Regions from separate parts of the Arabidopsis thaliana genome. Here region 2 is linked to region 1. The links are chromatin contacts, called in public capture Hi-C maps. All regions are on one chromosome and are shown on one strand. The core of a region is the stretch at or near the end of the contact, and the rest is flanking DNA. Distances in the headings are between cores, read along the strand shown.

Region 1 (4,901 bases), core at 1,271-3,770:
AGGTATTCTTCTCAACTTCGTTAACTGCTTCAACCTAAATCAAGAAGCAAGAGATCTCCTCATCGAGACATCAACTGTTAATTTTGTGGTCTTACCTGGTAAAGAAGTGCCTGCGTGCTTCACTTACAGAAGTCATGGGAGTTCCGTATCAGTGAAGGTTAATCAAAAGCTTCTTCATACGTCAACCAAATTTAAGGCTTGCATCTTGTTTGAGAACGAGGTCGATAATGAAACTTATTATTTTGATTTGGACACACTTTGTGTGTATACGAAGACGAATAAGGATTGCATCTTGTTGGATAATAAAGGTGAAGATGATGAGGTTGGTATTCAGAAACGAGGGTTGGTGTCTTGTCGCATCGGTTCCGAATGGCGTTTCTCTGAATGGTATCCATTTATAACGGATCATCTATACATTTTCGAAGTTGAAGCAAAGGAGGTGACTTCCACAGAGCTTATTTTTTATTTCGAGATATTCGATGAGTATTCCAAGGCTAGGGAGATAAAAGAATGCGGGATAATCCACCTCTTGGAACATCATGTTGACGACGAAGAAAAGATGGATACAATTGAGAAGGAACCCAAGGTTCACATATAGCAATATGCATTTGTCAAGTGCGTTGATTCTTTTAAAAATGGCTTGAGCCACATGTTTGCACATATCACTATGAGTCTATGTTTGAATGTTTAGAAAATATTCTACAACCATTAAACTTCTTCTCTAACATTTATATATTTCCATTTTCTTACATGTTTTTTTAGAGGATAAGGACAAAGAGATTCATGGTTATGCATAGTTATATGTGAGGCTAACATGACTCTTTCTGAGTATATAAGCTATATGTGAATCATGGGTTCCTTCTATTTTAGTATCTTGATCAGTCACTATTGTTATCACTATACTGTAGTCGGAAATTTTCAAAAACTTTGAAGTTGCTATCGATATCTCAAAATGCGTTAAGTCGAGGAAACGTATAGGAGCTAGAACCAACCTGGATGCTAAGGAGATCTGCGAGACAATTCAGTAAGCTCTTTTTGCTTGCACACATGTTTTATATGGATACATAATACTCATACATAAAACATATAAACAATAATACAAGTAATGTCGATTATGGTAATTTTTTTCTAACCATTTCTATATCATATTACCATTCAAGAATATAGGATAATGACATCGGGGTTGAATCACATTTCCATTCATATTTCTAGCTAATCACATCGCTCTTGACCTCAGATCTTAATCGCACCTAAAATGGATTGCCATTCGGAGCCAATGCCACTGGGAAAATGCATTGTGGTCTATGGTCTACAGATTGTTTACTTGAAACAATACATCTTATATAGGTCAGAGTGATCCATGGATGTCTCTTGTTCAAGAATACTCTATACCTTTTCTCTGCTAAGAAAAAACTTTCCTTTGATTCCTTTTTTTGTTTTAACTGTTAGTGTAACTGTGTAAGATTTTATTCTTACGTTACTATATAACTAGACAATAAGGTTCCCGTTATGAACTAAATTCACATGGAGAAATGAAATTGATATTATTTGGAATAACTTTTTGAGTTTTATAGAGCTTAATCCGGTAAAAAAAAACAGAGGGATTTTAGGATTGTTGTGAATTACATACTAACTTTATGTCCAAATCTCATATTTTGCTCGCATGTAGGGAGTTTTTTTGTAATTAACAAATAGTAGTAACAATATCAAATGTTTTTGTATTCTTGTAAAATTATTTGTTTAGTTTGTTTAAGAAACGAAAGGAAAAATTGAATATTAAAGACCTTTTTCCAAAAGTTTGTCCATCTATATTTTATATAGATAATAACTTTGGTGAGATAGATTTAAGGAAAATTAAAAACCAATTATACTCTTAACTATAAAATGAAATAAAATATAGAATTGAAAAAAAATATGATTCTATATCTCCAAATCCAAAAACCCTCACAAGAATAGAGGCTTACTTCTAAACCCCAATATAAATTTTCAACATAATTTGTCAAGGAGCCTTTTACATTAACGTTGATTTGCAGCATAATTGTTTTTTAAATATGAAAAGAGCATGGAAGGAGGATGAGAAAAAAACACTAGTGGAAAGGAGAAAAGAAAGAAAATTAATTGTTTAGGTTATTATAAGAGAGAATCTATTTTGTATGATTTTTACTTCTAAACTAATCAGAATACTTATTCTAAATTACGTTAGAAACACAATAAATACATAATATTCACCATATATTTGATTACTTATAATATCTTACATAAAGATTTAGTAAACCGAATAAAACACAAACAAGTTTCAGTTTAAGAAGTTTAGTTAAAATTTTAATATTTTACTATAACCAAATTAACTAAACCGAACCAATTCCAAACCGAAATGCACACAAAATTAACATACCAAACTTTGTGCCCAAATTATACAAAATGTAGGGGTAATTAACAAAACAATTACGTACCTCCCCTTTTAACTCCTCAAATCCAATGGGTATTTACAGATCTATGGCCCAATCAGGCCCATTTATGAAAACCCTAATTCACTTTATAAGTGTCATGTTTTTTATCTTAACAATGGCTTCTCTAGGGTTTCAGCCACCAGACTCAAACAGAGAGTGAAAATGCCGGCGGGACACGGAGTGAGGGCGAGAACAAGAGATCTGTTCGCGAGACCATTCAGGAAGAAGGGTTATATTCCACTCTCCACTTACCTCAGAACCTTCAAGGTCGGCGATTACGTCGATGTCAAGGTTAATGGAGCTATCCACAAGGGTATGCCTCATAAGTTCTACCATGGTCGTACTGGTCGCATCTGGAATGTCACTAAGCGTGCCGTTGGTGTTGAAGTCAACAAACAGGTGTTGATTACTCAAATCTCTAATCTGTTTGGAAAAGTTTTGATTGTTGAAATTAGGGTTTGAATGTGATTTTGATTCTTTCATTTGGGGTTTAATTCGTCTTTGTGTGAGCTATCTGTTTTGAATTCTGAGATGTTGGATTGGTATTGGTTCGAAAGATTCAAGCTTTTCTTCTTGGGTCCTTCTTTTGCTATTTGTATTAGTTGCAATCAATCTACTATGATTCTTATTTTTGAAAGCCTTCTCTTTTAGTTTATTGTATTTCTTGGTGGGCTAATTATGTGTTTGGGTTTGGTTTTATAGATTGGGAACAGAATCATAAGGAAGAGGATACATGTGCGTGTGGAGCATGTGCAACAGTCAAGGTGTGCTGAGGAGTTTAAACTCAGAAAGAAGCAGAACGATGTGCTTAAGGCTGATGCTAAAGCCAGAGGAGAGACTATCAGCACCAAGAGACAGCCTAAAGGTCCTAAACCGGGTTTCATGGTCGAAGGTATGACATTGGAGACTGTCACTCCCATTCCTTACGATGTTGTCAACGATCTCAAGGGTGGTTATTGAGTTTTTTCCATTTTATTATCATTCTCTACTCAGAATTTTTGCACTTGCTTTTTTAATGATGTTTTTGTATCAATTAAGACTAATTTCTATATGGTATGAAAGTGCAATTCAGATTTTGTTATTAAGATTGCTTATCATAATCATTTGCTTATTGCATTTGTTTGTTTCTGAAATCATTTATGCATCCTTAGTTAAAACTGAAATGTTTATCAGTAAATCATATAATGCTAGTATCATAGTATGAGACATTTTGATTGTTGTTGAGTAGTCTTTTGTTACTACACTCCAAGGACAATAACCATTGTTTTGATGTGGGATTAATAGAAAACAGTTCCTTGGTAACATAATTACAAACCAAATGTAGAAAATACAAATGTGATATCGTCTTAAACTCGACTCACGATTTCAAGACACCAAATGTAATGCATTTCCACAAAGGAACAATGTTTCAATTCAAGGTTGTGTACTCAGCTGCCTAAGCCAATGGTTACAGTTCAATCTCCAATATAAAAGACATTTTTGTCTGACACTGATTCAGTCTTCTTCTAGCTTTCATTTCAAAGAAACCATCTGCATAATAAAGCAACCGTTGCTCTTCTAATTGTAGATTAGTTTATTCCTTTTAATCCATTAAAACTACATCAAGAAACTGAAGCAAATTTTATTTATTTCCATTAGCAATTGAAGCCACAAAAAACAAAGAGACGAAATCGATAACAAAAGCTCGCTCAGACATGCTTACCTGCCCAACGGCTCGAAATAGCCACAAAACACAAAGAGACGAAATCGAAAACAAAAGCTCGCTCAGACAGACTTATCAGCCCAACGGCTCGAAATAGCCACAACAGAGCCAACTTGACTAGCAAGAATAACCATGGTTGGTGAGGCACACTTGTGAACAATTTCATTTAGTAAGCCGAGCACTGCACCAACCAGCTCAACCGCAGAGCCAAACCATAACCATGGCAGAGCCAGTGGAACGTAAAATGTTTTCACTTTCTTCACACAATCATCTTCTCTTCCTTCACCAGAACGAACAGTGTTAATGATGCCAAGCACTGAACCAATCAGCTCTACCGCCGAACCAAACCATAACCATGGCAGAGCCAGTGCAATGTTAAATGTTTTCACTTTCTTCACGCAACCATCTTCTTTTCTTTCATCAGATTGAACAGCCTTAATGAGTAAGCCGACCACTGCACCAATTAGTTCAACCGCCGAGCCAAACCATAACCATGGCAAAGCCAGTGGAACATTAAGTGTTTTCACTTTCTTCACAAAATCAGCTTCTCTTCTTCCTTCATCAGCGTGAACAGTCTCAGCGAGTAAGCCGAGAATTGCACCAATTAGCTCAACCGCCGAGCTAAACCATGACCAAGGCAGAGTCAGTGGAACGTTAAATGTTTCAACATCCTCCACACAGTTGCCTTCTTTTGCTTCATCAGATTGAATAGTGGTTAAAACTTCCTCAACCGCCTTCAGAACCTTCTT
Region 2 (4,720 bases), core at 1,491-3,990, 630 kb after region 1:
ACAAGGCAAACAAAATAAAATATAAAATTTGAGATAATAGAGGCGAGATTGGTGGGAAATCTACTACTTATAAGCCAATAATACTAGCCATTTCCTACAGAGATGTGCACATGATCATCCTAGCGCACAGATACCTCACAACATTAAAACATGACAATATGTTTCAAGAAGTTGTGAAAAGTATTCACAAAAGATATAGGTTAAGGTGCATTATACAAACACTCAGGCATCTTAGAAAGAGCTTTAATGAATGCTTGCCTGAGGTAGCTTTTTATCATCATCTGAAAGCATATCAATTGCACTAGCAAAGATTGTCTCCACAGCGTCTTTCTCATCATCGCTGTTCAAAACCATCTTAGACATCTGTGGAACAAACAGACAGGTATTAGACTCACGTTTTAACAGTAAGACCCACAGTACGCAGACAATGAACTTCAGGTTGTAAAATACACATAAAATAAAACACACCACAGAGTACGCACTACAAGGTGCAGGCAAACACACTAGAAAAATCATAAAAAACAAAATTTGAACAGTCTATACAAACAAAAAATATAGAGATTGAAGAGACCGTTGCTGCAATGTAATAACAGACTATCAAGATTAAGAATGACGAAAGTTTTTTAATTCAGTGGTGGGAACAGTACTATAGAAAAGTCTTGATTCAAGTGAGGACTTCTTTTGCGATCCAACTCATACAGTATAATATAGGTACCGCATCTTCACATAAGACTCCAGGAGCTTATCACAGTCACTCCAACCCAATATCAATTTTAAAAGGATAAGACTGATCCCAAGCATAAGAAGAAGACAAACTAAAAAAACACCTAACTTTCTGGACCAATTTTCTTATTTCAGCAGAAACAAATTCAGATTCATGTTTGGCTAATAGTTACAAAAAAATAACATCCCCAAAATGAGATGACATTCTCATATGACAGGGTAAAGATCCAGGGATTTTGAAAGAAGTCAAATAAAAAATTTGTCGGTAAATGATTTATTTACTTGCATTAGACAAACAGAAGAAGAGGAAACTAACCTGCATAGCAAGTGCCTCGCATTCCTTTTTGCTGAAACTGAACAAAATCACGGGATCATATTGCCGCTGAATTATCATTTTCACCAATTTGAAAATATCACTTTCTTCACCAAGTTTTCCAATCACTAATCCCTTTTGAAACTTTCCATTATCTCTTTTCTTGTCACTCTCATTAGTCGGAACCAGTGCGTTGAGAGATTTCTGGAAGCTATCCTCATGAAATTTAGATTTTTCGTCCACAACCAAGTAAAGTCCATTACCTCCAGCAGGAAAGACATAGTGCTGAAGTGGAGTTGGCCGATAATCGGTGTAAACAATGTGACATGGTTGTTGGTGAACCTGCAATACCAATTCTATAATCAAATCTCCAGAGCAACAACGCCAAAAAAAAAAAAAAAAAAAAAAAATCATTTGTTATAAACAGGCTGTTTTACTAAGTCTACTCAAAGAAACACGACATATGAAAACTATATTGCATTTTGCCAAGACATGTTTCTACTTCCTCCAAAATAAATAATTGATGTGAAATCATAATTACAAGTTGATACAAAAATGTATCAATCCATTCACAAAAGAGAGGTAGAAGGAGTAGCAAGAGTGAAATACCTTTGCAACCCAATCAGCAAACTCCTTGGCATTGGGAACTGTTGCCGATAGAAACACAAAACGAGAATTCTTCGGAGCCATTACAATACTCTCTTCCCAAACCACACCTCTTTCGCTATCACGCATGTAATGCACCTCATCAAAAATAATCCACGCAACCTCCCGCATAATCTCTGACCCTTTATACTGCATACTACGCAAAATCTCCGTAGTCATGACCTGAAACAAAGAACACAAAACTAAGAACAAATAGCAAATAAAAGAAACTTCTGAGACAACATTGAACAGTTTAAAAGGTACTTACAAGACAAGAGGCATTAGGATCGATAGTCACATCCCCAGTCATCAAACCAACATCAGAAAACTCTTCTTTAAAATCTCTGTACTTCTGATTACTAAGTGCCTTTATAGGAGAAGTGTAAATAACTCTCTGGTTTTCCTTCAAAGACATGGCAATAGCATACGACGCCACAACAGTTTTACCAGCTGATGTATGAGCTGAAACCTGAACATGAAACCATACTCTTCAGTTTTCTCACAAAACTAGAAAAGTTCACAGCTTGAACCAAAATATGTAATCTTTACAAATTGATTCACCAATTCAATAGGACAGATTAGAAATTCAGTGACCAAAATCAATTGAAGCCAGAGTAAAAGCTTACCATGACTGACTCGCCATTATCGAGACACTTGATAGCTTCAGATTGGAAGGAGTCAAGTGTAAAGGGGAAATCTTTAGCTGGTGGTTTATTGTGAACGGAGGGAGCAAGAGGAACGTAATTTTCAGGGAAGGAAACATCGTGAACGCAACCAACTAGCTCTTCGTTGATGATTTGGGTGGAATCGTCTTCTCTCTGAACCTTTTGCGGCGGAGCAGAATCAGAAGATTCCTCCACTGATTTTCTCTTCACGGAACCCATGAGAGAATGGTGTGTGTAGTTTTAGTTTTCCGCCGACGAGAAACGATTCCTCCGGTGAGTTTCACGAAACGAAGACGATGAATACTTTGTCACTCTGCGTTTTAGGGTTTCCTTTAAGCCCAATTTTGTTTACTCACTTAAGGCCCAAATTGTTTTTATTTTCTCCACGATAGCTGTTGGTTCATTTTTTTCCCATTGGCTCAATTTATGAACTTAATCATTCTGAATATAAGAATGTTAAACTTTTAAAAAGAAGAAAGGAAGATAACTCTCATTGTTATTTTCTTGTATGTAGTAATTTACATACCTAAATCTTTTAATTTAATTTTAGACTAATGCAAATTTTATATACCCGTTTTGGATTTCATGTCGGTAGTTTCAAAACGTTTTTGTGCAAAAAAATACTTCTCAAACTCACCAAATTTTACAATTTTATTTTCTACCTCTTTTAAATACAAATTAATCATATTAAATCCAAAAAAATAAGAATGTAACCATTTTTTTTGTTACCGTCAAATTTATAAAATTTTGTCAATTAATATGTCAAATCGAAGTCTTCTCTAGGAGGACTTCAATTCTACCTTTAAAATTTTGAAACTTTTATGTATGTGGCTGTGAAAACATTTACAATATACGTATAAAGCTATATTGCATATTATTTTATTTGTTTTACTTCGTATGATTAATCTGCAATTTTTGGAAATATATGGTAAAGTAGCAAAAATTAGCAAGTTGGAGGATTTTTTTTGACACAAAACCTTTCCAAATATAAATTTATTTTTACTAAAAAAATTCCAAAAACATATACTTTTAAATAAACAAGAAAGAGAATGTGTTCCCCTTTCTCTTGATAATCATGTGAGTATGTGCTTAGACTAAAATTTACCTGGTACTCTCTTCTTTTAGAAATATCTCAATCTTCATCTTTACTAGAGAAATAATACGTAAGGAGTATGTTGGAATTTTATATATTCTTCTCCTCCCTTATTAGACAATCTGTTTGTCCATTTTCCTCTTCATATATTGACTTATAAGTAGAGATGTTGTGGTGGGTAAAAAAGCCCAGCCCGACCTGAACCCAAAATAAACCCGCCCACCAAAAACCCAACTTTAGAAAATTCAAATGGATTTTTGATTAGTGGGAAAGCCCAAAAAAAACCCGATTGTTCTGATACTACCCGTGGGTACCCAACTTGATTTTTGTCTTTTTTTTAGTGTTTATGTTTAATTACTAATATACTATTATATATATTTTATATCTATATTTTGCTTATAAACTAAGCTGGTATGTAAATATATCATGTAAATTTTTTTCATAGCAAAATAATAATAATTTGTATGTCAAATTAAACAAGAAAAACTTAAAAAGTAATCAAATATCTGAAAATCAATTTAAAACAAAAATACAACATCTTCTCATATTCCAGAGCTACTTGCTACCGATGTAGTAGCTTCAATTCCATCATCAAAGTATTCTTCAATGTCACCTACAATTAGAAGATATAAATCAACAAATGAAAAAAAATTAAGTCCAAAAAATTAGACTATTCTTTTTTTACCTTCCAACTCTGCAAAACCACGCAACCAGTTCCTAGTACATAACAAGGCTTGAACATTTCTCGAAAGAAGGCGGTTTCTGAAAGGGTTTAAAATCCGACCTCCAATACTGAATGATGACTCAGCTGCCACTGTAGTGATTGGAATGCTAAGTATAGCAGAAGCTAGAGAAGCTAAATCACCATAGCGTTGCCCATCGCCTTTCCAATAGCTCAGAACCTCCATGTCTGTAAAAGACCTCAAATCTAGCCTTGGATCATCCAAATAATTTTGCAAATTGGACTTTGTGTTGTCAGAACCAGGTTGTATGCTCCTCTCAAGCTCAAACACATCCTGTATGATATAGAGTATAGACACTAGTTAGACAATAAAGATGATATGATATAAACAAGGAATGGAGAAATACTTACATAATTTGGATCATCCTCTAGTGGTGATTCTGTAAGAAGGTCATGTGGAGTTTGGGTTGTTGAGAAGGTGGAAGAAGTCCAAACTTTTTCCCTGTGCTCTTTGTAAAGATCTTTCAAATTGTCCACAACAACATTGACCTTTTCTTCCGAACTACTCGAATCCACCTTATTATAAGCAGATTTAAGAA

Evidence for each region. Capture Hi-C pulls out chosen DNA fragments and counts their contacts.
Region 2: a capture Hi-C map of seedling shows a contact between it and region 1, with 2.9 times the contacts expected there.

What each region holds. Positions count from the first base shown.
Region 1 is chr1:21,352,955-21,357,855 of TAIR10.1, forward strand. It overlaps AT1G57660 (Translation protein SH3-like family protein), which reads left to right and starts at 2,521. Exons shown (of 2, transcript NM_104563.4): 1 at 2,521-2,849; 2 at 3,153-3,683. The coding sequence starts at 2,613. The coding sequence ends at 3,410. It overlaps AT1G57650 (ATP binding protein), which reads left to right. Exons shown (of 4, transcript NM_104562.4): 3 at 1-586; 4 at 1,238-1,357. The coding sequence ends at 1,357. AT1G57670 (Toll-Interleukin-Resistance (TIR) domain family protein) reads right to left here. Exons shown (of 3, transcript NM_104564.1): 3 at 4,215-4,901. The coding sequence ends at 4,215.
Region 2 is chr1:21,987,546-21,992,265 of TAIR10.1, forward strand. MTR4 (RNA helicase, ATP-dependent, SK12/DOB1 protein) reads right to left here and starts at 2,741. Exons shown (of 14, transcript NM_104669.4): 1 at 2,308-2,741; 2 at 1,950-2,150; 3 at 1,646-1,864; 4 at 1,040-1,378; 5 at 259-363. The coding sequence starts at 2,565. It also overlaps the pseudogene AT1G59770.